Regions from separate parts of the Mus musculus genome. Here regions 2, 3 and 4 are each linked to region 1. A link is a contact called in public HiChIP or PLAC-seq and promoter capture Hi-C data. All regions are on one chromosome and are shown on one strand. The core of a region is the stretch at or near the end of the contact, and the rest is flanking DNA. Distances in the headings are between cores, read along the strand shown. Region 1 holds the start of E130309D02Rik (RIKEN cDNA E130309D02 gene). Region 2 overlaps Tnrc18 (trinucleotide repeat containing 18). Region 3 holds the start of Fbxl18 (F-box and leucine-rich repeat protein 18). Region 4 has its middle 5.8 kb from the start of Actb.

Region 1 (7,659 bases), core at 2,817-5,316:
CCCGGACTTGCTGGCCTAGAACTTAATATGTAGATCATATTAAGTCTTGAACTCACCAGGCGTGGTGGCGCATGCCTTTAATCCCAGCGCTCAGGAGGCAGAAGCAGGCGGATTTCTGAGTTCGAGGCCAGCCTGGTCTACAAAGTGAGTTCCAGGACAGCCAGGGCTATACAGAGAAACCCTGTCTCCAAAAAACAAAAAACAAAAAAAGTCTTGAACTCAGGAGATCTGCCTAGAGAGTTTTGAGGTTAAAAGTGTTGTGCCATTACACCTAGCTAATATATGGGTTTTAAAAGTTAATGTAGCAGAACTTTATTAAAGGCTGGCCTTGAATTTTTGATCCTTTTGCTTCTCATCCTGTGTGCTGGGATAACTGGTGTGCACCACTATGTCTGGTGTATGCAGAGCTTCGGATCAAGCTTCAGGGCTTTGTGAATGGACAAGTCAGTAGTGTTGGGGTTCAGGGTGTGGGCAAGCACATCACCGCTTCTGCGTTTGAGACCGCTTTACTCCCCCAAAGGAAGCCACCCCGGTGAGCCCTCCTCCCAGCCGTGCTAACACTCATGGGCTTCCTGTCTCGAGTTTCCTCTACCTGACATTGCAGAGGTTCAGTTGTGCGGTCTGTGACCCTCCACACTGGCTCCTCACAGTGCTGTACAGCCCATGCTGTCGCCCCAGTCTGTTCTTCATTCCTTTCTCTGACCAAACAGCTTCCGTTCACCAGCACGGTATATTTTACACATTGAGAAGGTGGTAGATATTGGGCTACTCCAGTTTTTAGTTATTTTTGAGTAATGTTGCTGTGAGCAGTGCACACACATTTCTAGTCACCACGTCTTCATTTCTCATGGTTGTGTGCTTAGAAGTAGATTTATTTAAAAGGTCTTGTGCCTTTTAACCACTTGAACAATAGCTAGAATGTTTCCTACAAGCAGTGTATAAGGCTTCCAGTTTCTCTGCATCTTCACCAACACATTAAATTACCTACCTCTATAGGTTTTTGTTTTGTTTGGGGTAGGTTATCACCATGTAACCCAGGCTTGCTCAGATCCTCAATCCTCCCGCCTCACCTTCCCAAGTGCTGGGAATGCGTGGATTACTGCCCTGCCCAGTTGGTATTGGATTTTGGTATAAGAAAGCTGAGATGCCCTTTGCCCACCGTCGGTCTCTTCTCTCCATGACTTGAGTTACACAGTTGCTCTAATTAAGAGTTCTGATTAGTATTTTTCCTCCTCTGACTTCCAAAAACATTGAATTCTAATTTTTTTACCCCTCCTATTATAAAAATAACACAGTATTCAGATAAGCAAGCATTTGGCTCAGGGTTCTATACGGCTGAGTGGGTAAGGCCCTTGCCATACAAATGAGGACCTCAGTTCGGATCCCAGAATCCGTGTAGAGCACAGTGTGGTAGCACACATCTGGGATGGAGAGGCTGAGAGGTGGGGGCACACATCTGGAATGGAGAGGCTGAGAGGTGGAGACAGAAAATCCCAGAAGCTCACAGGCCAGGCTAGCCTGGCATTGCAGCAGCAAGCTAGCTTCAAGCAAGGTAGAAAAGCACGGACAGATGCCTGACCCCACGCTCTGATGCAGACACACATTGCGTGAACACCCACAGAGAACTTTTGCCCTAAAGGTTTAAAAAGGAACACGCAGTGTGAGACCTCTGCCCCGCCCCTCCTGTGCCAGTTCCCAGATGTGGCCTGGCCTTAGACCCTCACCATCCTCGTGCCATAGTCACACAACATACCAGGGAGAGCCCTGAGCCTTTCCGTTCTCACTGCGCACCAATCCACAGTCTGAGTTGACGTTAATTGCTTCTTGGTGTGCTGTACTGTGACTGACCCAGAGTCTCATTCTTCCTCATGCACAGCCATTTCGTTTGTTATTGTTTTGTTTTGATGTCTTGAGTCAAGGCCTTACTCTGACTTGGGCTGGCCTCAAACTTGCCAACCATTTCAGCCTTGTGAGCGTTATGCTCACCAGCCTGCACCATCGCTCATGCGCAGAGATGCTGGAGGGGCGGGTACTGCTGTCAGCACTCCTGGCCTGCTGTTCCTGTGCTCGGTGGCTTTAAAGAGACAGTCCTCGCAGGATTTTAGTTTAATGCACGAGCTGTCTCCACATATTTGTCTGTAAACAGCAGACTGGCAAAGTACTGTCTGTGTCTTGAGTGACCTTTCTGCCTGTGTGAAAGTTATCCTGCAACAAGCTGTCACACACACTAGGCTCATGCCTGGGCTGCCTGCCTGTGTCTGTGTTGACTGTGACTCAGATCTATGTTCCAAGGGTCAGATTTGAGGCAACTGAAGTGCATATGTGTGTGTATCTGTGTGCTTGCACTTGTGCAATACATGCATGTGACAGACAGACAGGGAGACAGACAGAGACAGAGAAAGAGAAATAGGGAATTTTGAGTGTGGGGCCTCATGAATGCTGGGGCATTGGCACATTTTTCAGCTGTATATACTGCCTGGTGGGTCAGATCTGATGCAGAAGGTCAGCTGAGTGATGAGTCTGCACCACAGGGTCAGGGCTGGTGCTCAGGCATTGAAGGCTATTTGCTAACACTCTGGTTTTCTGCCCACAGCATCTGTTCCTGGCATTTCCAAGGATTGTCTTCCTACTGGGCTTTGTCATCGTTTTGAGCATGCTCCTGGCTGGCTACTTGTGCTTTGCTCTGTACCTGGCTGCCACCAACCAGACCACAAATGAATGGTATAAAGGCGACTGGGCCTGGTGCCAGCGCTGGCCTCTGGTGGCTTGGTCCCCATCAGCTGAGCCCCGGATCCACCAGAACATTCACTCCCACGGGTTTAGGAGCAACCTTCGAGAGATCTTTCTACCTGCTACCCCCAGTTACAAGAAAAAGGAGAAATAGAGCGGAAGTGCCCTGCCTTTTAAATACAGTGCACACCTATTTGTACACATGGATATTTGTTTTCTCATCATTGTCTGTGTTGGTTTCTGCTGTGTGGGCGTGAGTGGGCTTTAGTGGGGAAAAAGAGATGGGAAGCTAGGCTTGCTGAGTTCTCGTGTCTCCCAGGGCAGATTTCCCTCCTGCCTATATTCTGCTAGATCCAGTAACTTCTGAGGTCCTAGTGTGAGAAGGGTCAAGAGATGTCCAAGGCTCTGGGTGACAAGGAGGCCTTTGCCTCTTTCACTGCACCCTTGGGCGCCTGAACTAGGACCATAAAGTCTGTTCCCTGATGTACAAGAGAGTCTCTGGGCTGTGCCCAGCTGCACTCTCTCCCTGGTCTGTTCTTTCCCAGGCAGGGGCCCTTTATCATCTTAACTAAATCCTCTCAGCCATAGGCCTCTTAGTCATTGTATTTGTGAGCCACACGCAAGACTTTTCCATTCTGTTTAAAATCTCTACTCCCCGATGGGCGGTGGTGGTGCACACCTTTGATCACAGTACTCAGGAGGCAGAGGAACGTGGATCTCTGAGTTTGAGACCAGCCTGGTCTACACAGTGAGTTACAGGACAGCCAGGGTTACACTGAGTACCCCTGACTCGAAAAACCAAAAGAAAAAAAAAAATCTCCAGTCTTCATTAACAGCTAGTTTAGTATAAATTGTAAATAAACCATCGCCCATAGATTGTATAGAAATCTTGAGCTGGGGAGTGGGAGTGTTGTAGGGTGGGAGGGTTTTCAGGAACAGGGAGCACGTGGGCTAAACCTTGTACTAAGATTCCCATAGTCCTCCTGGGCTGGGCTAGAGCATAGCAGTTAAGAGGGTCCAGGAGTCAGGAGAGAATTTGGAAACACTGACCCTGGAACAGAAGGATCAGGGCGTGGGGGTGCTTACAAGCATCATTTGTCCTAGTAGTCGCCCCACTCCCGGGGGCGATCAGAGCACGTCCTGGTTGGAGGGGAGCATGAGAAGGCTTGGGTGCGTGGTGCCGGCTCAGAACACCTCCGAGTGTCTGATAATCAAACACCTCTGAAGCCGGAGAAACTCTTGCGAAGACGGCGGGGCGGGGCCTCGTGCTTGCCCGTGCGGGCTTCACCGCCAGGGGGCGCCCACGAGAGCGCGCGGCCGCAGCCCGAGCTTGGCCCCTGCGGGCCGCCGTCGCCATTCAGCCGCCGGTTCGGCCGAGCGGCGTCGGCTCCCGCGGCTCTGGGCGGCGCCGCAGTCGGACCCCAGGATACTCGCTGGCCCGTGGCGGCGGCGGCAGCGGCGACGATGGTCCCCTGAGCGGGTTGGCGCCTGTTAGAGGCGGGCGGGCGCCGCGACCCTGCCCGCGTCGGGGCCCAGGCCGGTCGCGCCTCTTTGTCTCCGGGCGGAAGTAGGACTCGCGGCGGGGACAGGGCGGCCGCACCATGAGCGACATCCGCCACTCGCTGCTGCGGCGCGACGCGCTGAGCGCCGCCAAGGAGGTGCTGTACCACCTGGACATCTACTTCAGCAGCCAGCTGCAGAGCGCGCCGTTGCCCATCGTGGACAAGGGCTCCGTGGAGCTGCTGGAGGAGTTCGTGTTCCAAGTGCCCAAGGAGCGCGGCGCGCAGCCCAAGGTGCCCGCCCCGGCCGTGCCCTCGCTCGGTGACAGGAGCTCGCCCCGAGGTCTCGCTCCTCTTTCCGCTCCCCCGGCCTTGCAGTCCAGCGGCGTTGCTCAGCCGCGTGCCCGTTTCGCAGGCGTGTGACAGTCGCCCACCAATGAATGATCCGGGGTGGTGGCTTTGTGAACTGGCTACTTAACATCCCTCTGGGATGTCGCTTAACTAGATGCAGGGTTTTTTCCTTTGCTTATTCATAGAGTTAAGCCCCCCCGGGCTTAGGCTTCTGAAGGGTGAAAAAAATACACCCTGGGAAAAAGAATAGATCTGTTTTCCTTTTTCAAACACTGTCTTTCTGTGTACCATGTATCTCGGGCCAGCCTGAAACTCATTATCGGCTAGACTCAGCCTCGTGTGCGCTGGGATTCTAAGCATCCACTTCCCTAATCTCTTAGGGTGGGAGCTAAGGGGCAGGTGGAGGCCCTCTTCTCACAGCTTCTCTTCCGGGTTTGTTTTTACAGAGACTGAATTCCCTCCAGGAGCTCCAGCTTCTTGAAATCATGTGCAGTTACTTCCAGGAGCAAAGCAAGGACTCTGTGCGGCAGATCATTTTCTCCTCCCTTTTCAGCCCCCAAGGGAACAAAGCCGACGACAGCCGAATGAGCTTGTTGGGAAAGCTGGTCTCCATGGCCGTGGCCGTGTGTCGGATCCCCGTGTTGGAATGTGCGGCCTCCTGGCTCCAGGTACTGCTCTCGAAATAGCGTCTCCCACAGTCTCCGTAGACAGGATAACAAGAGTTTGGATGTTCGTAGAGGTCTTTTACACGTGCGTGATGTCATCGATCATCCCTGCCTGGGTGCTACACCCAGTCCCGTTTTTTTTATGGAGCAAACATTTTTTTTGTTTCTTTGATTGACTTTTTTTTTTTGAAAAAAGAATTTGGTATGTAGCCCAAGCTGAATTCAACCCTCATGACCCTTCTACCTGAGTCTCTTGAGGATTATAGGGTCCACGTGTCTGGCTCTGGAATTGTAGCCTTCTTGTACACAAAGTAGTAAAATTAGGATTTGTTTCATTTTGAAACAGGTTCTGATTATGTAGCCTGGGCTGTCCTGGATCTCAAAATGTAGACCAGGCTGGCCTTGAACTCAACCCAGACCAGGTGTCTCTGCCTCCCTAGCATTTGCTATTAAAGGTGTATGCCATCACACCCAGCTTACTTTTAGTATTACTGTGCATGTGTGATGTGTGTGTGGTTGCCTGTGCCACAGCACATCTGGAGAGGCCTGAGGACAGCTGTGTGAAGTCGGGTCACTACTGTCACCTTTTTTTGAGACAGGGTTTCTCTGTGTAGCACTGGCTGTCCTGTAACTCACTGTGTAGACCAGGCTGGCCTTGAACTCAGTAATCCGCCTGCCTCTGCCTCCCGAGTGCTGGGATTAAAGGTATGCGCCACCGCCACCTGGCTTCCTTGGCTCCTTTTCATCTTAAATTTGTAAAATTATTTGTTAATGTGGAACTGTTTTGCGTGGGGATGTTGTGTCTGTGTACCACCTGTATGCTGCTGCTCACACTGTGGAGGCTGGAAGCGGAGCGGGCTTTCGATCCCTGCAACTAGAGTTACAAATGGTTGTGAGCCACCATGTGGGTGCTAGGAATCGAATTTGGGTCCTCTGGGAGAGCAGCCAGTGCCCCTAACTACTGAGCTGCCTGTCTAGCCCCCTACTTCTTTTGTCCTTATGCTGTTACAGAGCTTTCTCTCAGGTTGTCGGGCTTGCAAGGCAAGAGCTTAACTGGCTGAATCCTCCACCATCCCCCACCATCCCCCACCATCCCCCACCATCCTCCACCATCCCCCACCAACCATCCCCCACCATCCTCCCAGTTTGCGTCTTACTGTATGGCCTCGATTGGCATGGAATTCACTCTGTAGACCAGGCTGGCCTCTAACTCACAAAGATTTGCCATCCTTGGCCTCCCCAGATTAAAGGTGTGTGACACCACACCCAGCCTTAAATTAATTTTTTGATAAACAAAACAAAAAGGCCTCATCTTCAGAATAAATGGAAAATCTATTTCTCAGGCAAAATGATTGGATTTTTAAAACAGTATGCGGAGGGAAGGAGAGATGGCTTAGGAGTTAAGAGACTTGTTCACACAAAGGACCCAAATCCAGTTCTTAGAGCACCCATATCCTGCTCCCAAGTGCCTATAACTCCAGCTCCCGGGAATCCCTTCCCCCTGTTCTCCTTGAATGCCTTTACGCACATGTATGGGTCTACTCAAACAGACACACGGGGCTACACACCATGAAAAGTAAAATCTTAAGAAAAACAAGTTTAACTATGTAGCTTAGGCCAGCCTACAACCTCCTAATCCTTTTGCCCCAGGCTTCCTAGTGCTGAGACCGAGCCTTGAGCCACCACACCCAGCTGTAGCAAACTTTTTTTTTTTTGTTTGTTTGTTTTTGTTTTTTTGAGACAGGGTTTCTCTGAGTAGCCCTGGCTGTCCTGGAACTCAAGAGATCCGCCTGCCTCTGCCTCCCAAGTGCTGGGATCAAAGGCGTGCGCCACCACTGCTGGGCTTGTGGCAAACATTTCATCATGTGATAATTCACAAACTCTTCCAAACCTCACAGTGGTAGTAATGGGTAGTTTTGATGTATGGTGTCCTTCAGAAATTGTCATTTCCTCGGCAAAGTCACCTTTCAACCGAGACAGGCAGATTTATGTAACTATTCCACCTTTGTAGTGGGCATGGTCCTTCTTGCAAGAACGCACTTCTGCCCTCTAGTGCTGGAGTGTGGGATAGCAGGCTGATTAGCTTGGCCGCCCCTGTGGAGCTGTGCTCCCCTGTGGCTGGGAAGTGGTGGTAGACTGGTGCCATGGGCTTTAGATGATGAGACCCTACCCCAAGGGGCTCTGTTAGCAGGTCTCCCCGCCCCGAAGTGGCTCCACCCACGTGGGTGGTCTTCACTCTTTACACGCAGCTGTCACCTGCCAGCTCAGGGTTCCTCAGTGACTTGGACTGTGGCTTCTTCCCAGCGGACGCCCGTGGTCTACTGCGTGAGGCTTGCCAGAGTGCTTGTGGAGGACTACTGCTGTCTGGTGCCGGGCTCCGTTCAGACACTGAAGCAGATCTTTAGTGCCAGTCC
Region 2 (7,659 bases), core at 2,849-5,348, 510 kb after region 1:
GTCAGCCTCCTGGGATTGATTTAGAAAGATTAATCAGTTAGGACTGGCTGCTGGAGACGAGGGATGAGAAGATAAGGCTGTTTGTTTGTTTTTTTCTCCTTGAACCCTCCCTTTGGTCAGAAGGCAGTAAAGGAAGGCATGGAGAAGGTTCTAGAACCTAGGAGGGCCCGTTGGGTTCCCTGGTTCTTAACGTGATCACCTCCTGTTTGTCTTCTTTTTTTTTTTTAAATTCTATTTTCAATGTGTGTGTGTGTGTGTGTTCGAGTGTGCGCGCACACCGCACTGCATTGTGTACACACCAGCCTGCATTGTGCACACACCTGCCTGCAGAGGTCTGAGGACCACTTGCTGGAGTTGGTTCTCTCCTGCCCAGTGGGGAGGTCCTGGGATCAGACTCAGGTGTGGCCACAGGTCACTTTACCCTCTGGCTCATCTTGGCGGTGCCTTTTGGAGCTTCACCAGTCCAAGCCTTGCTTTTTCCTTCCTTCTTCGATCGACCCGTTCATTTGCTTGGCAAATGGTTTCTAAGAGCCTCTCTGCTCACCAGGGAACCGCACTGGGCCCCGGAACTGTGTAAGGGAACCAAACACACTGAAGGCTTTGCGCCTCCTTGGGGCTAACTTTCTAGTGTGGGAGCCAGGCAATAAACACACAAATCATGAGGACACAGGCCATGTAGGAAATAAAACGCCCTGGGTCTGGTCTGGCCCTTGGGGTGAAGGGCCAGGTCAGAGGGCTTGACCTCAGCCATCCCCAGAATGAACTCTTTTGTGTGTCTGAAGAGCAGAAAGTTGACAGAATGCAGAGACAGTGCTGGGTGAGGGATCAGAGGTTTGAGAGCCCAGTGGGAGATAGACTGGATGGGGTGGGGCGGATCTTGCCCGGTCCCTGAAAACCAGCAATGAAGTCTTGGAATTTTAAACAGCCATTTTACAAAACTGGCATGGACTTAAAAAAAAAAGTCAGTGGTGTGTAAGGCGAAGGTAGGCAGGGAGCTGTTAGTGTTTTAGGAGAAACGGAAAAACTGACTGTGGCTACAGGCAGTGTGTAGCCGAGATTAGGTCTTGGTTTAAGGGAAAAACCGTCTCAAAGGATCGTGGAGGCAATTGGAAAGATTGGAATATGAGCCGCAGATCAGCCCACAGCGGTGAGTCAGTACAGTATCCCCAGACACCAGTCGCTACCTCGGCTGTTTAAATGCTGTTCTTATTTCCTGGGAATAAGGACTCAGAATTTAGGGGCCAGGGACACCATGTCTGCCACTGTCTTGCAGACGGCTGGGGCAAGTGGGGAAAAAAAAAAGAATACTTTCAATATAAGTGTCCCGGCATCGTCAAGGGAGACGGCAGGTAACAGCAGATAACAAACTAAGAGGTGTGACTAGAGCCTGCGAAGGTGATGGTAGTTCATTGTAACTATTTTGAGCTTCTCTAAAGTTGAAATTCTTCCAAAATAAGCATACAAGGGGAAGGATGTGTGTGTGTGTGTGTGTGTGTGTGTGTGTGTGTGTGTGTGTATAAGATGGCTCAGTGGGTAAAGGCGCTTGTGAGTAAACTGAGGACCTGAGTTTGATTTTGATTCCCTGGGATCTACATGGTGGAAGGAGCTGTGTGTGTGTGTGTGTGTGTGTGTGTGTGTGTGTGCGTGTGTGTATGTATATACACGCACACACACACATACATACAAAGAAAGAGACCCTGGGTTTTGGTCAGAGATGTTCATAGGGTGGGAGGAACAGGGACAAGGTGGGTTGAGGCACCTCCATCCCCTTTCTATTTTTTTAAACAAAGCCTCACTGTATAGCTCTGACTGGCCTGGACTTCGCCGGGCTGTGTAGACCAGTCTGACCTCAGTCTCAAGGAGACCACCTGCCTCTGCCTCCAGAGTGCTGGGATTAAAGGCGTGCACCACCACGCCTGACTTTTATTTTTCCCTTTTAGGACAAGAGTTTTATGGAGCTCAGGCTGGCCTGGAATTTATGGTTCGATTCTCATCCTCTTAAATGCTTGGAATTTAGGACTGTATATGATAATCGCTTGGGGTGGTGGGGTGTTTTTGTATTTTGTTGTTGTTATTGTTGTTGTTGTTGATATAAATAGACACGTGCACACACACCTGTATGTACACATAGATATCATATTTAGAAGACAGGGTCTGCTATAGCCCCGGTGGACTGTCAGTTTCCTGCATATCTGAGAACATAATCTGGAACTTAAGATCCTGCCTCAGTCTACAAGTGAACCATGTGACTTAGCTGTGGCCAGTTAGGGATGGTCTTGACTCCTTTTGGTGGACTGGCTGCCAAATCTGATTCTGCTTCCACTCCTTTTTGCCATCTCGGCAGGCATTCCAACCCCAACTAAAGGGACCAGGACTTTCACTTCACTTGATAGAATGTTTACTAACCATGCATGGTGAAACCCTTGGTTTGATCCGCAGCCCTGCATTGGTAGCATAGACCTGTAGTCTTGGCTCACGGGTGGACTGTCTCAAAAACAAACAAAACTCATCAACAAAAGAAAAACCCACCATCTAAAGCTGAGCCTGTTTGTTTGTTTGTTTATTTTTGTGTTGCTGACAGTGAAACCCAGTGTCATGTGCACATGTCACTGAGTCAGATCCCCAGCCAGGAGCCAGGGGTCCTTGCCATCCCTCTTGCCCAGAGAAGCATCATATCTGCCTTTGGTGGAAGTAAAAGCTATCACATAGTGAGGTGCTGACTGAAGATAAAAAGTAGGACCGCTGAGATGCAGCTCAGTGGTAGAGCCCCTGCCTAGAATCCCCCAGTGAGGGGGCTGGGGGCGTGGCTCAATGGTAGAGCCCCTGCTTAGAATCCCCCAGGGAGGGGCTGGGGGCATGGTTCAATGGTAGAGCCCCTGCCTAGAATCCCCCAGGGAGGGGCTGGGGGCATGGCTCAGTGGTAGAGCCCCTGCCTAGAATCCCCCAGTGAGGGGCTGGGGCGTGGCTCAGTGGTAGAGCCCCTGCCTAGAATCCCCCAGTGAGGGGCTGGGGGCGTGGCTCAGTGGTAGAGCCCCTGCCTAGAATCCCCCAGGGAGGGGCTGGGGGCGTGGCTCAGTGGTAGAGCTCTGCCTAGAATCCCCCAGGGAGGGGCTGGGGGCGTGGCTCAGTGGTAGAGCCCCTGCCTGGAATCCCCCAGTGAGGGGCTGGGGGCGTGACTCAGTGGTAGAGCTCTGCCTAGAATCCCCCAGTGAGGGGCTGGGGCTCAAATACCCTTTCTAACAATTTCACACATTCCTTAGCAGTTCTGAACCTGGAATCCTTTGATAAGAAGCTACTTTATCTGGAGGCTGCCTGTTCTAGGGCTGATGGTTATTTCCATTTATTTATTTATTTATTTATTTATTTATATTATTATGTTTTTTAAAGATTTATTTATTTATTTATGAGTGATTACAATTATAGCTGTCTTCAGACACACCAGAAGAGGGCGTCAGTCAGATCCCATTACAGATGGTTGTGAGCCACTATGTGGTTGCTGGGAATTGAACTCAGGACCTCTGGAAGAGCAGTCAGTGCTCTTAACTGCTGAGCCATCTCTCCAGCCCTTATTTATTTATTTTTAATGAGTTTGTTTGTTTGTTTGTTTTTCCTGGAACTTGCTCTGTAGACCAGGGTGACCTCAAACTCACAGAGAGCTGCCTGCCTCTGCTTTGTGAGTGCAGGGATGAACGGCGTTCATGACCAATCACTATTTGGATTCCTCTTCCTTTTTTCTTTTCTTTTTGCCACTTATTGTGCATGTGTATGTGTGAATGCGAGTGCTTCTGTGTGCACATGTGTATATGCTTCAGTGCATATTCAAGAGGACAGTTGGTGTGACTCAGTTCTCTCCGACCACTTGGGTCCAGAGGACTGAGCTTAAACCATCAGCTTGCCCTGTGACCTATCACACCTGCCCAAGCCTGAGACTGAAGTCTTGATTTTCTGCCTTTGATGAGTCTGTGAGTCTCAATTTTCCCATCTACAAAGTGGACCAATTAATACTGAACGCTACCTTGCCTTGTGACATTTGATGAGGCAGGCTGAGGCCAGGTGCCTGACCCAGGCCCAGCCCTCTGGAAGTCACTGAAAAAGTGATTGCTGTAATTACGGACATCATTAGCGGGTGACTCACAGATCCCTCAGGCCCGTCCACACCTCTCCCAGGGCTTTGGAATTTCCTTCTAACGCTCTCTGGTTGGAGCATAGTCCTTAGCCACCGGGGGTCAACCTACGCTTTTATTTTATCTTGGGACTGGTGGATCAACCCCAGAGGCCTTGGAGCTACCTCTGAGCAGTACCCCAGGTCTTCATTGCTTTTCATTTGTACCCCCCTTTTTTTTTATAATAGCCAGACTAAAATGCTTCCATGTTATGTAGCTCAGTCTAGCTTTGAATACCTGATCCCCCGCCCCCCCCCTTTTTTTTTTTTGTGAGTACATTGTAGCTGTCTTCAGACACACCAGAAGAGGGCATCAAATCCCATTACAGATGGTTGTGAGCCACCATGTGGTTGCTGAGAACTGAACTCAGGACCTCTGCAAGAGGAGTCAGTGTTGGTAACCACTGAGCCATCTCTCCAGCCTGGAACTCCTGATCCTCTTGCCTTCACATCTCAAATGCCTGGATCACGAGTATGTCTACCATCCCCACACACCCAGACTTGGTTGCTTTCATCTCAAGTTTCTGGTTTATTTGACTTTTTAAGGGTCTTCCTGTGTGGCCCAGGTTGGGATTCAGTAGAGCTCAGATTTGCCTCAAACTTGTAATCTTTAGGCTTCAAGGCTGCCACACCCAGTGGGGTAGGCCTTTAGTCCCAGCCCTTGGGAGACAGGGATCGCTATTGAATTGGAGGCTAGCATGGACTATATAATGAGAGAGTTCCAGTGCCACTAAATAATGAGACCCTGTCTCAAAAAGTTCAAAGTACAACACCAACCAAAGCAGGAGGAGCATGTAGCTCATAGCATGCATGATGCTTTGGATTTGACTAAGTCATATTAACTGTCATGGTGGTGCGTATGTGCCTGTAATTTTAGTACTTAGGACGCAAAGGCAGATGGATCTCTTGACTGAGTAGTGCAAGAGCATGATCCCTTGGGTATATAGTGAGTTCAGGTTTGCCTGTGCTATGTAATCACAGAAACAAAACAAGTTAGGTGTGGTGGCCTATAATCTCAGCTCTCAGGAGGCAGAGGCAGGCCGATCTCTGAGTTCTGGTCCAGCCTGGTCTACAGAGTGAGTTCAAGCATAGCCAGGGCTACACAGAGAAACCCTGTCCTGAAAAAAGCCAAAGGATTTTTTTTTTTTTAAAGAGAATAGAAAAGAAAAAAGTGTAGCATTGAAAAAATGAAATGGGTGGGCTGGAGAAATGGCTCGGCGGGTAAAGAGCATCTGTTGCTCTTGCGGAGGATCTGGGTTCGATTTCCAACACCTACACAAGAGCTCACACCATTTTGACTCCTAGTTCTGCAGAGTCTGACTCTGTGTCTGGCCTCTGCAGACCCTGTAAGCATGTGACACATGCATATACACGCAGAAACGCCTATAGTGCACATATGCAAAGTGAAATAAAATGGGGTATGATAATAGGATACTCGGAGATCCGGTTCAAGGATTAAGTGTTGCAAATAAAGCATTTAACACTGCGTCTGATATGCAATAGGGGCCTTGCAGATGTTTATTATTATGGTAAGTGAGGTTTCTTTAACCTCTTACCCGGTTCTATTCCCTTCTCTTGATATATATGAGATACAAGGGAAATTTTTGTTTTATTTTAATGTTTTAAGAGACAGGCTTTCTCTGTGTAGCCCTGGCTGTCCTGGAACTTACTCTATAGACCAGGCTGGCCTCGAACTCACAGAGCATCCCTCTGCCTCTTCATCACTGGAATTAAAGGAGCCTCGGCCGGCAACACTACTGTTTTATTTAAGCCAGTTTTTTTTGTTTGTTTGTTTTGTTTTGTTTTGTTTTGTTTTTACTATGGCTTTGTAAGTTTTGTGCCTGTTGTGCCTAGAGTCAATGGTGTAATAAAATCAACTTATATTTTCTGGAGTTTTCAAGGTTTTTGTTTTTTTGGATCGGATTGTGTTTTAGACTGTCTGCCTCCCGTTCTGTGGATACAGTTTATAATTGGGAACGTCTCCCGCCCAGATCTCCTTTGTCTTTTCTTGAAGAGTCTGGTTCTGGATGGTTCCATCGGCCTTTACCTGGTTGCCAGCGACTCTGTTCCTTGGATCTGGTACCTTCCTGTCTCCTGGGTTACGGCCGTGCTTCTGGGAGCATGTTCAGCAGTTCTGCCTGGTCACGTCGGTGGTTAGTGCTTTCCAGTGTCCCTCTGCCTTTTTCTGAAGGCTGTGATGCTGTGCCTACCCCTCCCACTGGTGGGGCTGGGGACCAAACCAGTACAACGTAGTATTATTATTTGTTTAGCTTGTGAGTGGCTGTGTATTTATTTGTGTGCATGGACAGTTTCATTCATGTACAGAGTGAATTTTAGTATTTTATCCCCCCCCCCCCCCAGTGCCCTCTCAGCTGCTGGCTGTCTTTTGAAGTTCATCTTCCTCTTAGTTTCATGGCTGTTTTGTGAATGACCCACTCAGTGTATTAGAGTTTCTCTCTCTCTCTCTTTTAGTTTTTTGAGACAGAGCTTCTCTGTGTAGCCCTGGCTGTCCTGGAACTCCCTGTGTAGACCAGGCTGACCTTGAACTCAAAGATCCATCTGCCTCTGCCTCCCCAGTGCTGGGATTAAAGGCTGCCCCACTAGCATCTCTTTCTTTCTTTGTTTTTTTTTTCATTATGGGTGGTTGTAAGCCACCATGTGGTTGCTGGGATTTGAACTCAAGACCTTCAGAAGAGCAGTCAGTGCTCTTACCTGCTCAGCCATCTCACCAGCCCTAGCATCTGTTTCTTAAGCTTGGTTGTCAGGTCCCTTCTTGGAGCATGAACAACTTAACCAGTGGCCATATCTCTGCAGAAACACTAACCCTCCAGTAACACTAACTGTCTACAAACCCTCAGAGCCTCACTCGGTAGCCCTGGAACTCACATGGGGACCAGGCTAGCTTTGAACTCACAGTGCTGGGGTTAAAGGCATGGGCCAATCACTTTGAATCTTGATCACCATATGCCAAGTGTCTGTCCTCTGTGACCCCCCCCCCCCAACATCTTTTTGATATCACAATAGTGACAGACATGGCTACAGGGACCCAGGGGACAGCTTGGCCTCTTCCTTGCTGTGTGGGTTGGACATTTTGTCTGACTGACCCTCTGTTTTTTTTTTCTCCGCTGAAATGGCTGGTTAATAGTCGCTTTTCATGACTGTGTGAAGGGTAAATGCGGCTAGGCCCTGAAGCTCCTAGAGGGTTGCGTGACTCAAAGAAAGCCTGAGCTACCATTAGGGATTTTCTCGCCATCCTAGCTGTCTTGAGATTCTGTGCAGGAGTGTCTGCTGTGGCCTCCTTTTGTGTTTGCTGTGCTGGGTGCCTGTCAATCTCAGGATTCAATCCTTCCAGCCTGAAATTGTTTTTGAGTTTCTATTTTTATTCATATTTGATCATTTCCTGTCTACCATTCTTTCTTTGTACGAGTAGTGAGATATCTTGAGGCCTTTGCTCCAATAAACACATCTTCTGTATCATTTTTTTTTCCTTTCTCTTT
Region 3 (7,659 bases), core at 2,522-5,021, 420 kb after region 1:
CACACACTCTCTCAACTACTGAGCAATCTCTTCATCCTGGACGTGATTTTTTTTTTCTCGAGACAGGGTTTCTCTGTGTAGCCCTTGCTGTCCTGGAACTCACTTTGTAGACCAGGCTGGCTTTGAACTCAGAAATCTGCCTGCCTCTGCCTCCCAAGTGCTGGGATTAAAGGTGTGAGCTACCACATAGGGCTCCTGGAAGTGATTTTTAAAAAAGTGTTTTTGAGACAGGGTCTTACTTTGTAGCTTTGGCTAGCTTGAAACTATGTAGACCAGGCTGGCCTTGAATTTAAAATAATCTACTGAGACTTGGCAGAGAACTCACTCAGACACCAGATTCTCAGCACAAAGATTCACTACCCTGAAGGCACGGTGGGGTAGTAAATCTGGACTGGACAAAGAAAAGTGACTTTTTAAGGAGAAAAGGTCTTGGCTGGGGTGAGGTGGGAAGTCCTGATTAGATATTCTAGTCACTGTAACCAAAGAATGAATTTTGATTGCTGGACCTTGGTGTTTTGATAGTTGGACCTTGGAGTTTTAGGCAGGCATAAGTAAGTAGCCAAATAAGGCACTAGACCTTGGTGCTTTAAGAATCTAGTAGTTTAGCAAGGGAGAGGGCAAGCCCAATGCCACGTTTGCTTTGCTTGGACCCGTGCTTCACGCTGGGCTGGAGAGATGGCTCAGTGGTTAAGAACAAGCCTATGTGTTCTTTTATAGTGCACTTTTATTAAAATCTAAATTAACTTAGCAGATCTTTTATATTAAGTAGTGTATTTAGTTTCTGACTTTTGGTTTTTTATGTTTCGTTTGTATAAATATTAATTATTTGGGCTAATGCATCTGGACCATGTTCAAGGTCATGGAGATGCCAAATATGTATGTAGCCAAGGCCAATGAGGCTGTTGGGGAGTATGGAGCTGAGAAGTGTCTAAGCAGATACAAAATAGAGGCAGACAAGATGGCGTTACCTTAGTCACTTCAAGACAAACCACTGTTTGCACGTGAAGACCAGAGGACAACTTTATTTTCTCTTTCTAGTTTTATGTGGGTTCTGAGCCACCTTGGCAGCCCAACTCTCTTCTTCTTTTTTTCAGTTTGAAAGATACTTCAAGACAAGCCTTGTATCACTGGTCTCCACCCAGGCCAGTGATATCTTTGTAGTGTGTCACAGTCTTGGCTTTTCTTGGAATGTCCTTGAGCTGGAATCCAGTCCCACGCTGGGAGCCTTTTCTGATTGGCCTCCTTTGTTGCATAATGTGCCTCCAAGTTTGATGGCACACATCTGTGACTCTGGCACCTGGGAACTTGGAAAGGCAGGAGGAGCTGCAGTTGGAGGCCAGCCTGAAATAAATAGTAACCTTCGGACCAGTCTAAGCTTTATGATACCGTAGTGCAAAGAAACCTGGAAAGGGCTTGCAAAGCGGCTCACTGAGGAAGAGCATCTGCCGCACAAGTGACCTGACGACAGCCAATAGAAACCACTGCTGGGGCTGGCGAGATGGCTCAGTGGTTAAGAGCGCCGACTGCTCTTCTGAAGGTCCTGAGTTCAAATCCCAGCAACCACATGGTGGCTCACAACCATCCGTAACGAAATCTGATGGAGTATATGAGGACAGCTACAGTGTACTTACATATAATAAATAAATAAATCTTTAAAAAAAAAAAAAAAAAGAAACCACTGCTGATGGGGCTGGAGAGATGGCTCAACGGTTAAGAGCACTGACTGCCCTTCCAGAGGTCCTGAGTTCAATTCCCAGCAATTCCCACATGGTGGCTCACAACCATCTGGTGTGTCTGAAGACAGCGACAGTGTACTCATATACATTAAATAAATAATTTTTTTTTTTTAAAAGAAACCACTGCCAAAGGAGGAAACTGACTCCCCGGGTCTGTCCTTCAACGTCTGCATGTGCTTCCTGCTACATGCACCTATACACCTCTCTCTCTCTCTGTCTCCCCACACAATGTAAAATAAGAAATATAATTAAAAATGAAAAGGGAAGAAGTTGTTGAGTGTTGATGGTAGTGGTGGGAGATGGGCTGGGGTGTACATTTGTGGCCATCTTTATCTGGCACAGTGAGAATCAGCTGATGTCGAGCGATCGGGCTCCATCAGTGGCTCCAACTCACCCCTGTGCCCACCCCTTTCTGTGGCTTCCTGTTGCTCGTAAATTTTCTCTTCTCTGTAGTAGATGACAATGCTAAACTGGAGGGTTTAACCAGGGGCTTCAAACTCAGCTTTCCTGCTGTGTTCATAATTTGATTAATTTTTATAATTATTATTTTAGTTATGTGTCCCAAGGGAAGAAGGGTGTATTAGTTCCTCTATAGCCTTGGCAGTCCTGAAACGCACTATGTAGACCAGGCTGGCTTCAAACTCACTATATAGCCTAGGGTAACCTTGACCTGCAGGTCTTCCTGCCTCCACTTTCTGAGTCCTAAGATTGTTTCCGTTTGGTTTGGTTTATATAGTGCCAGGGACGGAACCCCGGGTTATGTATCTGCTAGACAAATACTCAAATGAACTACATCCCCAGCTCCCATTAAACTATTATCTTAATTTTAAACCATCTGGACTTCCTTCCTGACTCTTTCTCTGTGTACACTCGAGCGAGAGCACATGTGCATGACCAGTGCAGACACAGACACCAGAGGGCAGCTTCTAGAAGGCAGTCTTCTCCTTCCAGCGTGTGGGTCCTTGGAATCAAACTCACTTCAGGTGGTCAGTCAGAGTCAAGCTCCTTTCCCTGACGAGTCATTTCACGAGCTCTAGGAAACCATTTTTAACTGGAAACGCCGTGGAAACATTTATTATTCATTTATTCAGCAAATATTTATTTGTTCAGTGTTGACATGCAAAGAACAGTACCAGGCAGACTCTCTGCTTAGTTATGGGGGTACAGGCAGGGTGCTTACTTAGCACGCATGAAAGGAAGCCTTAGGTTCAATCCTCAGTAGTGTTAAAAAACAAAACAGCCGGGCGTGGTGGCGCACGCCTTTAATCCCAGCACTCGGGAGGCAGAGGCAGGCGGATTTCTGAGTTCGAGGCCAGCCTGGTCTACAAAGTGAGCTCCAGGACAGCCAGGGCTATACAGAGAAACCCTGTCTCGATAAACCCAAAACAAACAAACAAACAAACAAAAAAACAAAACAAAACCAAAAACCAACAACAACAACAACAAAACAAGATGGGGCTGGAGAGATGGCTCAGCGGTTAAGAGCACTGACTGCTCTTCCAGAGGTCCTGAGTTCAATTCCCAGAAACTTTGTCTGAAGACAGCTCCAGTGCACTCACATACATTAAATAAACAGTGGCCTAGGCATAGATGGGAGGCAGAGGTAGGCGGATTTTGTGACTTCAAGGCCAGCTTGGTCTTTATAGCTAATTCCAGGACAGCCAGGACTACAGAGTGAGACTCAAAACAAGCAAAAAGGCTTAGCAAGTCAGGCGGTGCAAAGAGCTATTGAGAGTTGTAACGCAAGATGAGGGGCAAATTCAGGAGCGTGTGCACATGAAGGTTGCTATGGTTATCTAGGATACCTGAGCGCTGTGACAGATGACTTGGAGCGCAGTGTGTAGCGCGAATGGCAAATGCAAAGGCCTGGAGCAGAACGCATGTTGTTGGAGCGACAGCAAGAAACTGCGGAGGTAGCTTAAGAGACTGGTCACTCGTGACCTTCTGGACGCCTCTGAATCCTGAGAGTACTTTATGCCACACCCAACATGGCGACCGCACCGGGTCCATCCGGGCGCAAGCGGAAGTACGTCTAGGCGTGCGCCGCAGCCACGCCCCTTACCGGGGTCTCTGTGGAGCTGTGGCCGCGCCGGCTTCGAGCATCCCTACGCTGGCAGGCTGGGGGACTGTGAGGCTGCAGCTCCGGCGGCTAGCTCCGGAGAGGTACGACCTGCACCTCCAGCCCCGGCGGCTGGAGTCCCCTCTGGGCTTCCCTCCCGACCCTGGCTTTATTCCAAGGCCCATCCTTGCCGTCTCCTACCCTCCTACCAGGCCCTCTCCTCTCCTGACCCCATCTGTTCCCAGGCGCACAATCTCGATGGCCAGAATGGACCCTTTCACGTGGCCTGCTGAGTTTCCAGGCCTTTCCCCCGTCTCCTTGTGTGTTGGCTCTGCCCTCGCAGCTATGGGACGTTGTCCCTTCTGCTTGTGTTTTCTTGTTTGTTTTACACTGTAGCCCAGTCTAGCCTGGAGTTCAGTGTGCAGCCCAGGCTGGTTTTGAACGTACAGCAATCTTTCTATTGTAGCCTTTGTAAATCTGGGGTTACAGGTGTGCATCATCACGCGGTGGTTAATGTGCAGCTAAGGGTGGAACTCAGGGCTTCGACCCCATTCCCAGCCCTGGCTTCTTCTTTTTTTCTATCAGCTTAAGTGCAGCCCACTTCTTTCTGGAGTCTACTTGTGATGCGCGGGAGTGTGATAGGGCGTCGGACTGACCCCAGAGCTTTATGATCTAGGTCAGCTGGAGAATCCCACTGCGTCTTGTTACGGGTGTGCAGTATTTTTTTCTGCAGACGACAGTATGGGGCCGTGGCGGGGGTTAGGGGAGCACCTGGTAGCTTCCCTGTTGCCTTCCTCCCTATCTTGAGTTATATTTGTTCTTTCCTAGGTACTCGCATCTGGGGGTACACCTATTTATCATATTAGCGTGTGTGTATGCGTGAGTACTGGCATGTGCATGTCATGGGTGCGTGTCGTGGCGTACATGTGGAAGTCAGAGGACCACTTTGAAGAGTTGGTTGTTGCCTTTTATCTGGTTTATATTAGTGTGTGTGTGTGTGTGTATGTGTGTATGTATAACTGTGTGTGGGTATGTGTACATGAGTACAGGTGTCTGAGGAGACCAGAGGATCATGTGCACCCGGTGTTGGAGTTACACAGGTGGTTATTCGCCTCCCCAGTGTGGGTACTGGGAATCGAACTCAGGTCCTCCGAAAGAGTAGTACTAAATTATCGCTTCTGCCTTTCCCCCCAGTTGAGACAGGATCTCTCTTGATGGTGTATACTCCAGAGTAGCTGGCTTGTGAGCTTTTGACAGATGCCCCTATCTCCTCCTCTCACTTTGCGCTAGCAGTGTTGGGATGGCAGATGTGGGTCACTGCATCCAGCATTTTATGTGGGTCCCAGGGTTTGAACTTGGGTCATCGGGTTTGCAAGGCAAGCTCTCTTGCTCACTTAGCCGTCTTGCTGATCTCTGGGCACACTTTTAAGTCCTAGGAGTTTCCTTGCATTTATCCAGTGAGACTTACAAGTGTTTTCCAGGGTATGAGGACTATGTCTGGGGTCTGTTGGAAGCTTCTCTTTCTTTGAAGAAAACTGGACTCAGAAGTGTCTCTTTGATTGACAGGAAAGAGAGTGTGTGGTCCAGCTCTAGACTAATGAGAGAGGAGTGAGGTGGTAGAAAGTTATGTCTCTAGCAAGAGGAGTTCCAGGATAGTATTGCTGTATTAGTAGCTCTCAATGACTTCTACGTCCTAGGGATTAAATAGACATGTCTGCTCGTGTGATCCTATGGAGTCCTGACTCAAAAGCTCCTCTGTTCCCTGAGTGAGCAACATAGCCAGCCAGTAAGGTTTGAGCCTCTGAGATTAGATTTTGCTATGGTGCCTAGGCTGCTGTCAACTTCACAGGTTCAAGGTGTCTTCCCGTCTCAGCCTCCTAAGTAGCCAGGACTGTAGACCCACATTGCTGTGCTTGGCTCCTGTGCGTGCTCTCGAATGTGGGAGTGCTTGTGGAGGCCCCAAATCAATGTTGGATGTCCACAAGCACTCTTTACTTTAGAAAGCATTTTTTAAAATAAAAGATGTATTTATTTATTTATTTTGTGAGTACACTGTAGCTGTCTTCAGACACACCAGAAGAAGGCATTGGATCCCATTACAGATGGTTGTGAGCCACCATGTGGTTGCTGGAAAATTGAACTCAGGACCTTTGGAAGAGCAGTCAGTGCTCTTAACCACTGAGCCATCTCTCCAGCCCTAGAAAGCATTTTTTAATTAATTATTTTTGAGACAGAATCTCATTATGTAGATCAGGCTGGCCTTTAACTCACAGAGATCCTTCTGCCTCTGTCCCCACAAGTGCTGGGATTAAAGGTTTGTGCCACCACACCCAGCAAGTGTGTTTTTTTTTTGTTTTTGTTTTTGTTTTTGGTTTTTTTTTTGGTTTTTCGAGACAGGGTTTCTCTGTGTAGCCTTGACTGTCCTGGAACTCACTCTATAGACCAGGCTGGCCTCGAACTCAGAGATCCGCCTGCCTCTGCCTCCCAAGTGCTAGGATTAAAGGCGTGCGCCACCACGCCCGGCTTTGTTGTTGTTTTTTGTTTTTTTTTTTTTTTAATGTGAATGTGTGTTTGAGTGCTTGCTTGTGTGTATGTACGTGTGCCGTGTGTACAAAGTGCCAACAGGCCAGAAGAGAGTTGAGCCCCTGGGACTTTAACTGTAGTTAATGCTGGTTGTGAACCATCGTGTGGGTGCTGAGAACTGAACCTGGCTCCTCTGTAAGAGCTCAGTTGACAGCTGAGCCATCCTCTCTCCAGCCCTTCCGTCTTGTATTTTGAGACAGGGTCTCATTGAACCTCACTGATTTAGGCTGACTGTCTGGGCATCTTCAGGGATCCTTCTGTGTCCACCTCCCCATTGCTAGGACTGCAGCTGCAAGCTGCCACTCTAGGCTTTTAACAAGGGTGCTGGAGATCCAAACTCAGGTGTTAGTGCTTGTATGGCAAGCTCCGTACGAGTAAGGCATCTCTCCAGGAAGAGAGACTGTGGGTTCAAAGTCATGCTGACAAACCCGCTGCCAAAGCCCGGACTGCGAACTGCCTGGCGGTGGATGGAGGACTCAGGAGGGAGGAGGGGAAATCATAAGGGTAGGACTTCTCATTTTCCGCTTGGATTTGTGGGGAGGACTGCTGACCAAGCCGGCCTTTACTCTGTAGTCCTGCCTCATCCTCCCAAGTGTAGGATTCACAGGGTAATTCTCAGTGTGACAGCCTAGGGTCCAGTGAAGAAGAGAACGGCTGGGGTTGGGGGTGAAAGCAGTGCTTTGGGCTCGGGTGGAGGAGGATCCACATAAAAGACTAGAATCAGTGCGTCCCAGCAGCAGTGCCTGAGTCAACCTGGTGACTCTGCATGTGTGCATTTGTGCATATGCCTGTGTGATTACAGGAGCGCACCGCTAGGCTTGGTTTTTCAAATTTGCTAGCCAGCTTTGGCGTGTCATAGTTCTAAGCCAATTGTATTCCAGTTGAGCTGCCATAAGTAAATCCTGGCAGGAGCCTGCTGTCTACAGGGAGAGTGGGTATGGCACAGGGTGGCTGTGAATTGGACTCAGGTCGGCCTGGTTCTGTGCTTTTTTTCTCAGGCAGTTAAGAAAAAAAAAAAGCCTTGATCTGGGGAGACGGCTCAGTCAGTAAAGTGCCTGTTCTGTATCTCCAGCAGCCACATCAAAAGCAAAGCAGGGTGTTGCATCGTGTCTGTGCGTCGGATCCCATGCTAGTGGGGCAGAGGCAGAGGGTCCTGGGGCTCCATGACTGCTTTGTCTAGATGAGCCTCAGACAAATAGGACAGAGACTTAGGAAGACACTCCCTGTCCAGCCAGGCTTACACACACACACAACTCCACATATGTGTGACCATATACATAA
Region 4 (7,659 bases), core at 2,635-5,134, 400 kb after region 1:
CTTAAACTCACAGACATCTGCCTGCCTCTGTCTCTAGCTCCAGAGTGCTGCAATTAAAAGCATGCGCTACCACCTCAGTTGTTGTTTTTGTTTTTTAAAGGAGTTTTTTTTATTCTGTGTGCGTGGGTATGGCATGTATGTCTGTGTGTCACATGTGTGCCTGGTACCCTTGGAGGCTAGAAGGTATTGGATCTCCCTAGGACTGGAGTTACAATTTCGAGCTACATGTGGGAGCTAAGAATGAAAACCAGTCTTTTCTACTTTTTTTTTTTTTTTTTTTTTTTTTGGTTTTTCGAGACAGGGTTTCTCTGTATAGCCCTGGCTGTCCTGGAACTCACTCTGTAGATGAGGCTGGCCTTGAACTCAGAAATCTGCCTGCCTCTGCCGCCCGAGTGCTGGGATTAAAGGCGTGCGCCACCATGCCGGGCACCGCTCAGCCATCTTGTTGATCCATTTTTGTTGTTGTTGCTACTGTTTTTTGTCACAGGACCTCATGTGGCACATGAGGATTTAAACACAGGGCTCTTATATGCTAGGTGCGTGCTCTACCACTGAACAACACCCCTAACCACCTTAAGTTTTTGTTTTCTAAGCCAGACATAAGTAGGGCAGGCCTTTAATCACAGCACACAAGCGGGAAGAGGCAGGCAGATCTCTGAGTTCAAGGCTTGTCTGGTCTACACACAGAGTTCCAGGCTGGCTAAGTCTACACAGTGAGAATGTTCCTCACTGATTTTTTTTTCTTTTTTAAGTTTAAATGTAAGATTGTATTAACAGCGTGTGTGACGGGTGCGTGACCATGTACCTGTCACGGCAAGCCCACGGGGGTAGGAGGACAGCTTTCAGAAGTCGGTTCTCTGCTTCTGCTGTGACTTCTGGCTAGCAAGCACAGGTTGCCAGACTTGCTGAATGAGGTCTTACAGCCACCGCGACACCTGGCTGGCCCCACCGCACTCTGTTGTTGACATATTCACTTATCTGAAACAAGATTTCGTGGAACCCCGACTGGCCTGGAACCTGCTATGGAGTTGAAGGTAACTTTGTTCCAGCCCTCCTGCCTCTGCCTCCTGAGTGTGAATACAGCATACACCACCACGCCTCTAATACATGAAATCGAGGAAGGAACCCAGAGCCTTGTGGACCTTAGGCAAGCATTCCACCAGCTGAGCCACTTCCCAGCCCTTGTTGGTTTGTTTGTTTTTGAGAGGTGTCTGTGTCTGCGGCTTAGCTTGGCCTGAAACTCACAGCCTCGTCCCATTGGTCCCTGGCAACCCTACGTCATTCATTCCAAGGGACTGGATTACAGGACTGAGCCGACATGACTTGGTTTACCAGTCCTTTTTATTTACTTACGTACTTAACATTTTTAAAAAAGATTTATTCATTTTATGTGTAGGAGTTCTTTGCCTATACATCATTGTGTGTGTACCGCGCATGTGCCTAGTGCAGACTGGGCATCAGGTCCCCTGGAACTGGAGGTATAGATGGTTGTGGAGTAATAGATGCTGGGACCTGAACTCTGGCCCTCTCTACGAGAGCAACAAATGCTCTTAACCTCTGTTACCTCTCTGGCCCCTTATTTATTTTAATGGAATAGAATACAATATAATATATTGTATGCCACCACACCCATGTATGAAATGTAGAACATTTCATACATGTCAACAATGTATTTTGATCATGTACACCCCAAGTTTCTCTGCAGCTCCCCTCAGGAACCCCTACTTTCCCCTACCATCTCCCCTAGGTATCTGACCCATTCCCCAGTCACCCCCCCCCCCACCTCCAGGTCCCCATCTCCACCCTTGTGTTGGTTTTGAGACAAGGTTTTCATGTAGTCCTGGCTGGCCTGCAGCTTACTGTATGGACCAGCCTGGCCTGGAATTCACAGAGATCTGCCTGCCTCTGCCTCCTAAGTCCTAGGACTCAAGGTGTGTCCTGCTCAGCCATGCAGCCTGCTGGGACATCTTGTTGGCTGCTTCTGTCTGAGCTGTTCTAGCTAATAGGCCACATCAGGTCTCCAAACAGTATTATTCCAGAAGATTCTTCGGCATCCTCCAGCTCTTACATTTTTTTCCCTTCTCTTTTCTGGTGTGTTCTCTGACTTTTAGAAGGTGGGATGAGTCAGGCAGTGGTGGCGCATGCCTTTAATCCCAGCATTTGGGAGGCAGAGGGCAGGTGGATCTCTGAGTTTGAGGCCAGCCTGGTCTACAGAGTGAGTTCCAGGACAGCCACCTGGACAGAAACCCTGTCTCGAAAAACAAAAAACAACAACAACAAAAAAGAAGGTGGGGTGGGAATTTGATATAGATGTCTCATTTTTAAAAATACCTTACTATTTATTTTTATTCTGTGTGCACTGGCATTCTGCCTCCCTGTATGTCTGTGTGAGGGTGTCAGGTCCCCTGGAACTGGAAGGGGACAGACAAAGACAGGTGGTGCTGGGAATTGAACCCAGATCCTTTGGAAGAACAGCCAGGGCGCTTAACCTCTGAGCCATCTCTCCAGCCCTGGATGACCCATTTAGGGTTCAGCACTTTCTGCTCACTTGTTCTTAGCACTAGTCTTAGACTCATGACTGTGTTCACAGCTGACCCCTTGAGAAAGGCTGTTCTGGTTAATGTTAGGAGCAACGTCAATGTATGGGTGTAAGCATGAATATTTGGAAGGGAGCTTGACAAGATATTCATTAGTAAAACAACAGTAGGAGATTCCTCCCTAGGGCCTGTGATCTTCAGAGCCATGGGCTTTTGGCAAGGTTTACAGTCTACACCTACATTGCTTGCTGGTTTCCAATCAGAAAGCAGTGGTTACCGCCCTAGCCTTCATGCCAATGCTACTACACCAATGAACAGATCTTTGGCAGGTCACCGTTGTAGCATGCAGGCTTCGCTGCTGGGTAATACCACTGATGCTCACCCCTACCCCACCCTTGTGGCCTACATAGCTAGCACCTTCCAGAACCATGAAAGCTAGCCAGCAGAGAGGAATTTTTCAGGTCAATTCAAGGGGGATTTTTTTCTAGGCTCTGAAACCAAAGACTAGTGTGTCTTCAGTAATAAGGTCTTACCATTCAGTTCTGCTGGACAACTGAGAACAAAACCAGCCCTTTCGAAATTTTATTTCTTTTTCTTTTTTCTTTTTTCTTTTTATTTTGAGACAGGGTCTTACTATGTTGCTTAGGCTAGCCTGGAATTCACTAGATAGGCTGGCTTCAACCTCATAGAATCTGCTTGTCTCTGCCTCCTAGGTGCTGGGGTTATAGCTGTGCATCACTATAGTCATTTATTTTTTTTTTTTTAAATAGTCTTTCCTCCCGTTTTCCTAGTCATAGTCCCTCAGCCCCTGGAAGAGCTGGAGTGATAGGCCCATGCCACCATATTTGGTCTGATACTATCTCGTTTGCTCATCTAAGGAACAGGGAGATTCCGGCTGACTGGGTAGGGGTGTGGCAAATTAGGGGTAGCTCCTAGTGCCCTGTAGGCTCTCAGCAAGCTGGGTAGGCCAGGAGGGAAGGCACAGGCTGACCCCTAGGGCTCAGCCTATGAGTCAGCTGTGGCCAGACACACCTACATCTACCCAAGTCTCCCTCCCAATTCCACTTCCTCCAAGGCGGGCAACCCTAGGTAACTACACTTCTCTACTTACAAGGGGCATTTCCAAAAGCCAGAGCAGGCTGAATTTTTATCTATTTATTTATCTAATGGTTTTTAGAGACAGGTTCTCAGTGTGTAGCTCCGGCTGTTCTGGAACAAGCTGGCCTCAAACTCACAGAGGCCCACCTGCCTCTGCCTCCTGAGTGCTGGGGTTAAAGGCGTACACTGCCACACTGGTTGTTAAAGCTAAGTCCTCTACTGATATTGACTACATGATCCAGCATTGGCCTGACCTTTAGACCTTGGCTTCCTATACACTCTGGACTGTCTACCTGTTGTATTGTTTACTGTACTGGAGGTGGAATCCAGGGTTTTGTATGCTTCAGGGGCCACTCTTTTTTCATTTGTTTGAGTCAGGGTTGCTCTTTGTTACTCTGGTTGTTCTAAAACTCACTGTGTAGACCAGGCTGGCCTCGGAAGTTAAAGATCTACCTGCCTCTGCCTTCTTAGTGCTGGGATGAAACATGCGCACCACAACACCCATCAGGAATTAGCAACTGCTTGAGCCATACCTCCAGCCCCTCACTGTAAGGACCTAGGCAGATGCTCTACACTGAGCCAGGCCCCAACCCCGAACTGGGGTAGTCTAGGCGGGTGCTCTACCACTGAGCCCCCCCCCAGCCCCCCCACCCCAGGAGTAGTCTAGGCAAATGCTCTACCACTGAGTAATTTCTTCAAACTCTCTGAGACAAGTTCTTTATATACCTTTGGCAGACCTCGAACTGGTGATCACCTTGACTGAATATCTGAACTAGCTGGACAATGAGCCAGCTCATTGTCACCCCATAATGCGCTCTGGTCTACCTAGACAACCAGCAGAGTGCAAGGTCAGCCTCTGGGTGACAGAGAGCTGGTGGCCACTCCCCTGCAGGCTGTTCATTTGGATCCAGGGATCAGCCCATACCCTAGCCTCCCTCCATTCCTCACTGCCTTCCCACTGAGCATTGGGTAGCATTCCCATCTGGAAGCAAGGAACAGGAATCCTGCTTGCCCTAGGGCAAGCAGAAAGGCCTCTACTAGTGCGTATGAAGGGGAAGACCTGGAAGTTTCTCTTCTGTTTCTGAATAAATCACTCTGAATTTGAAAGTCTGGGAACTCCCCAGAAGGGTGGGGCAGTTTTTCCTGGTGCCCTAGGGGGCCAAGACAGAAGGTAGTTTTTAAAAGGATTTTTCAAAACTCTCCCAAGAACTTTAATAAGTTCCCCCATTTCAATGGAGCGTGCTTCTAATCTAAGTGCTTGGCCTTGGATTTGAGGCCAGGCTGGGCTACTGTATGAGAACTTGCCGTAAAGAAAAACCAATGAGCAAACACGGGCCAGTGAGATGTCTCAGTGGGTAAAGAAGCTTACCACCAAGCCTGATGATCCCTGGTGACCCACAAGGTGAAGAGACCTGACTCTTCAAGCTATCACATGTACACAGCCCCCTCTACACACACTCAGAATTCATCACTGTGTAAACTGAGTGTGGTACCGTTCCCCGTGACGCTGGGGATCAAGAGTTCTAGGTCAGAAGTTAGATGCCTCAGTGGTTAGGAATACTTACTGCTCTTGCCGAGGACCTGAATTCCGTTCCCAGCGTCCTCATGAGGTGGGTTTCAACTGTTTGGCACCTGCATTCATGTGCTACACATAAACTCCTGCAGGCACACACAGGTACACCTAAGTGAAAGTAATACATAAACCTTTTCAAATATTTTAGGCTGGGCAATGGTGGCGCACACCTTTGATCCCAACAGTCAGGAAGTAGAAGCAGGATGGTCGTCTTGAATTCGAGGCTAGCCTGATCTACAGAGCTAGTTCCAGAATAGCCAAGGCCACATAAAAAAAAAAAAAAAAAAAAAAAAAAACAAACAAAAAAAAAAAACCTATCTTGAGGCTGGAGAGATGGCTCAGTGGTTAAGAGCACTGACTGCTCTTCTAGAAATCCTGAGTTCAATTCCCAGCAACCACATGGTGGCTCACAGCCATCTGTAATGGGATCTGATGCCTTCTTCTGTCTGAAGACAGCTGCAGTGTACTCATATGTATAAAATAAATAAATCTTCAAAAATTAGGAGGGAGGCAAACTCCCCTTCCCAAAAAAGGAAAAAAGAAGTCTCAAACACACACACAATAACAACAAAAAACAAAACCCCTCCATTTATTTGTGTGTGGAGGTGGGTGGGTGGGTGTGGGTGTGGTGGGGAATGTGTGGTGTGATTTTAATGTGCAGATCAGAGGGCCACTGAGGGAGTTGGTTCTCTCCTTCCACCATGTGGTTTCCAGAGGTTAATCTCAGACAGTAAGGAAGCAAGTGCCTTTGTCCACTGAGCTACCTAACTCGGGGGGAAAAAAGACTTCCCTAAGTAAATCTTTGCTTCCTTCCCGGAACCAGCGAACGTTCTTTTAGGGCTATCTCAAGGCACATGCTTGCTTTACTCCCTCTGCTCAGAACAGAGCCTTTTGGCTGCTGAGTAGGCAGGCAGCAGATATGGTAACTGAGTAACTCCGAAGCTGTTTGGGAAGAAAGGGCCATCTGCTTTGGCCCCAGGCTATTCCTTTTCTGGGTCATCTTCCCTGATCACTTGCTCTCTGGGCCTGGAGAGGGCAGCCTGAAGCTGGCCCCAAAGGCTGAGAAGTTAATCAGCTGGAGGAACCCACACTCCTGGACAAACCTCCTGTAGGAAAAAGCCCTGCGGAGTCAGGGTTATCAGAGCATGGGTGAGGTGGCCCTGCAAGCAGGCATCCAGTAGACTTTTCCGGTGGTACCCTACGTATGACCAGGGCCTTTGGCTTGCCCTCATTGAACTCTGAGAGATAGAAATATGTACTAAGGAGGAGGTGGGGCCAGGAATTCCAACTTTGGAGCAGTCCTTGGACCTAGTCCCCGGGGACATTCCAGAGGCCACTTTACCCAGGGAGGGGCCCTGTGAGGCAGAGGGCAGGCTGTTAGCTCAGGGGCCCCTGAGTACAGAGGCATTATGGCTGGATCTTAAAGCACTGGGCGCTCTGTCAGGCCCATCTCAGTTTTCTGAACCTGTAAAAAGGGAGTATGTTTTCTGGAACGTTCCAGGCCCTCCCTCATTCATTTAGTGCCTTACTGACATCCTGCTGTCTGCAGGGACCCGCCCTCTTGGACAGAGCTCCTGCTACTGTGACAGGAAGTTCCCCTCTTCCTCAATTTCTCACTTGAAAATGTGCAGCTTAGGGTCTTCCTGGCCAGCTGGGCTTGAATGTCCCCAGGAGAAGTGACATATGGCTTCTGAGAGGAGGATCAGAGAGTGGGCCTTGAATTAGGTTGTAAATATTCTCTCGTCCCAAGGCTTTTCAGGGAAGGGGACCCTTGTGGGGGGAAGTGCACTAAAGCTACAGGTGTCACCCATGCTCTGGGCCAGGCTGTGGCTGCCAGCTGGGTGCCTGACAGTAACAGTGACAGCTCTTTGTGAGGGCAAAGTTCTCTGGAGAAGGCCAGCTTCACTTCCTCTGCCTTCCCCTTCCTCCACTTCCTCTTTTCCCCACCCCCACCCTGTTCTGTGCTTTCCGTCTCCTGTCTGCACCCCAAACTTAACAGCTGAGGCCCCCTCCACCTCTGCCGGCCTCTCAGGGACCTCTCCTTTGTCAGGGCTGAGGACACCCAGACGATCTCTCATTCATTCCACAGAACAGAGCCCCTCAGTGTGTGTGTGTGTGTGTGTGTGTGTGTTAGTGGAAGGAAGTGGGGGGTGATGGGGCCCCTCAAAGGGCTGGCTTGTTTTATGTTGTCCGGGCTGGGGGAGGTGCTGAGTTATTAAGACTAGCCTGAATAGGCACCATGACTGTCTTCATAAGCACACAGGAAGCTGAGGCAGGAAGAGCAGGAGTTTGAGGCCAGCCTGGGCTACATAGGGAGCCACTGTTTCAAACAAAGAAGCTGGGCATGGTGATATATGCCTGTAATCACAACACTCTCGGGATGTAAAGGCAGAAGGATCAGTTCAAGTCTATACTCCACTACATATCAAATCTGAGAGCAGCCTAGGCTAC

What was found. Promoter capture Hi-C pulls out the DNA fragments that hold promoters and counts their contacts. HiChIP or PLAC-seq counts read pairs in DNA pulled down with a chosen protein or histone mark.
Region 2: a contact with region 1 is called in an HNF4G HiChIP or PLAC-seq map of pancreatic cancer cells. The contact joins the enhancer-like site here to the promoter of E130309D02Rik in region 1. A contact is called at or near these places in 5 of 115 datasets of contacts at active chromatin or transcription factors (the 230-238 cell line, bone marrow-derived dendritic cells, bone marrow-derived macrophages and 2 more) and 1 of 9 other capture datasets (adipose tissue).
Region 3: a contact with region 1 is called in a promoter capture Hi-C map of pre-B cells. The contact joins the promoter of Fbxl18 here to the promoter of E130309D02Rik in region 1. A contact is called at or near these places in 4 of 39 promoter capture datasets (embryonic stem cells, erythroid cells, liver and 1 more), 8 of 484 Hi-C or Micro-C datasets (CD4 T cells, CD8 T cells, the G1E-ER4 cell line and 4 more), 5 of 115 datasets of contacts at active chromatin or transcription factors (bone marrow-derived dendritic cells, effector CD8 T cells, embryonic stem cells and 2 more) and 1 of 9 other capture datasets (liver).
Region 4: a contact with region 1 is called in an HNF4G HiChIP or PLAC-seq map of pancreatic cancer cells. The contact joins the enhancer-like site here to the promoter of E130309D02Rik in region 1. A contact is called at or near these places in 1 of 39 promoter capture datasets (erythroid cells), 1 of 484 Hi-C or Micro-C datasets (regulatory T cells), 8 of 115 datasets of contacts at active chromatin or transcription factors (the 230-238 cell line, the NIH/3T3 cell line, bone marrow-derived dendritic cells and 5 more) and 1 of 9 other capture datasets (liver).

What each region holds. Positions count from the first base shown.
Region 1 is chr5:143,311,767-143,319,425 of GRCm38.p6, reverse strand. It overlaps E130309D02Rik (RIKEN cDNA E130309D02 gene), which reads left to right and starts at 4,066. Exons shown (of 6, transcript NM_172726.4): 1 at 4,066-4,523; 2 at 5,027-5,248; 3 at 7,550-7,659. The coding sequence starts at 4,332. It overlaps Zdhhc4 (zinc finger, DHHC domain containing 4), which reads left to right. Exons shown (of 8, transcript NM_028379.5): 8 at 2,594-2,937. The coding sequence ends at 2,884.
Region 2 is chr5:142,804,365-142,812,023 of GRCm38.p6, reverse strand. The region is part of intron 2 of Tnrc18 (trinucleotide repeat containing 18); the gene reads left to right. Among named protein-coding and RNA genes, the nearest start is that of Gm31365, 3.9 kb to the left of the region's middle. Within about 2 kb of position 4,098, at least 33 of the 459 cell types and tissues checked have an H3K27ac peak or open chromatin away from gene starts, as enhancers often do. A contact at or near this core is called in pancreatic cancer cells, where this site is marked.
Region 3 is chr5:142,891,350-142,899,008 of GRCm38.p6, reverse strand. It overlaps Fbxl18 (F-box and leucine-rich repeat protein 18), which reads left to right and starts at 3,771. Exons shown (of 5, transcript NM_001033312.3): 1 at 3,771-3,899. Gm38733 (a long non-coding RNA gene) reads right to left here and starts at 3,705. Exons shown (of 2, transcript XR_003955825.1): 1 at 3,542-3,705; 2 at 1-1,304.
Region 4 is chr5:142,908,761-142,916,419 of GRCm38.p6, reverse strand. No RefSeq gene overlaps it. Among named protein-coding and RNA genes, the nearest start is that of Actb, 5.8 kb to the right of the region's middle. Within about 2 kb of position 3,884, at least 80 of the 459 cell types and tissues checked have an H3K27ac peak or open chromatin away from gene starts, as enhancers often do. A contact at or near this core is called in bone marrow-derived dendritic cells, embryonic stem cells, liver and 2 more, where this site is marked.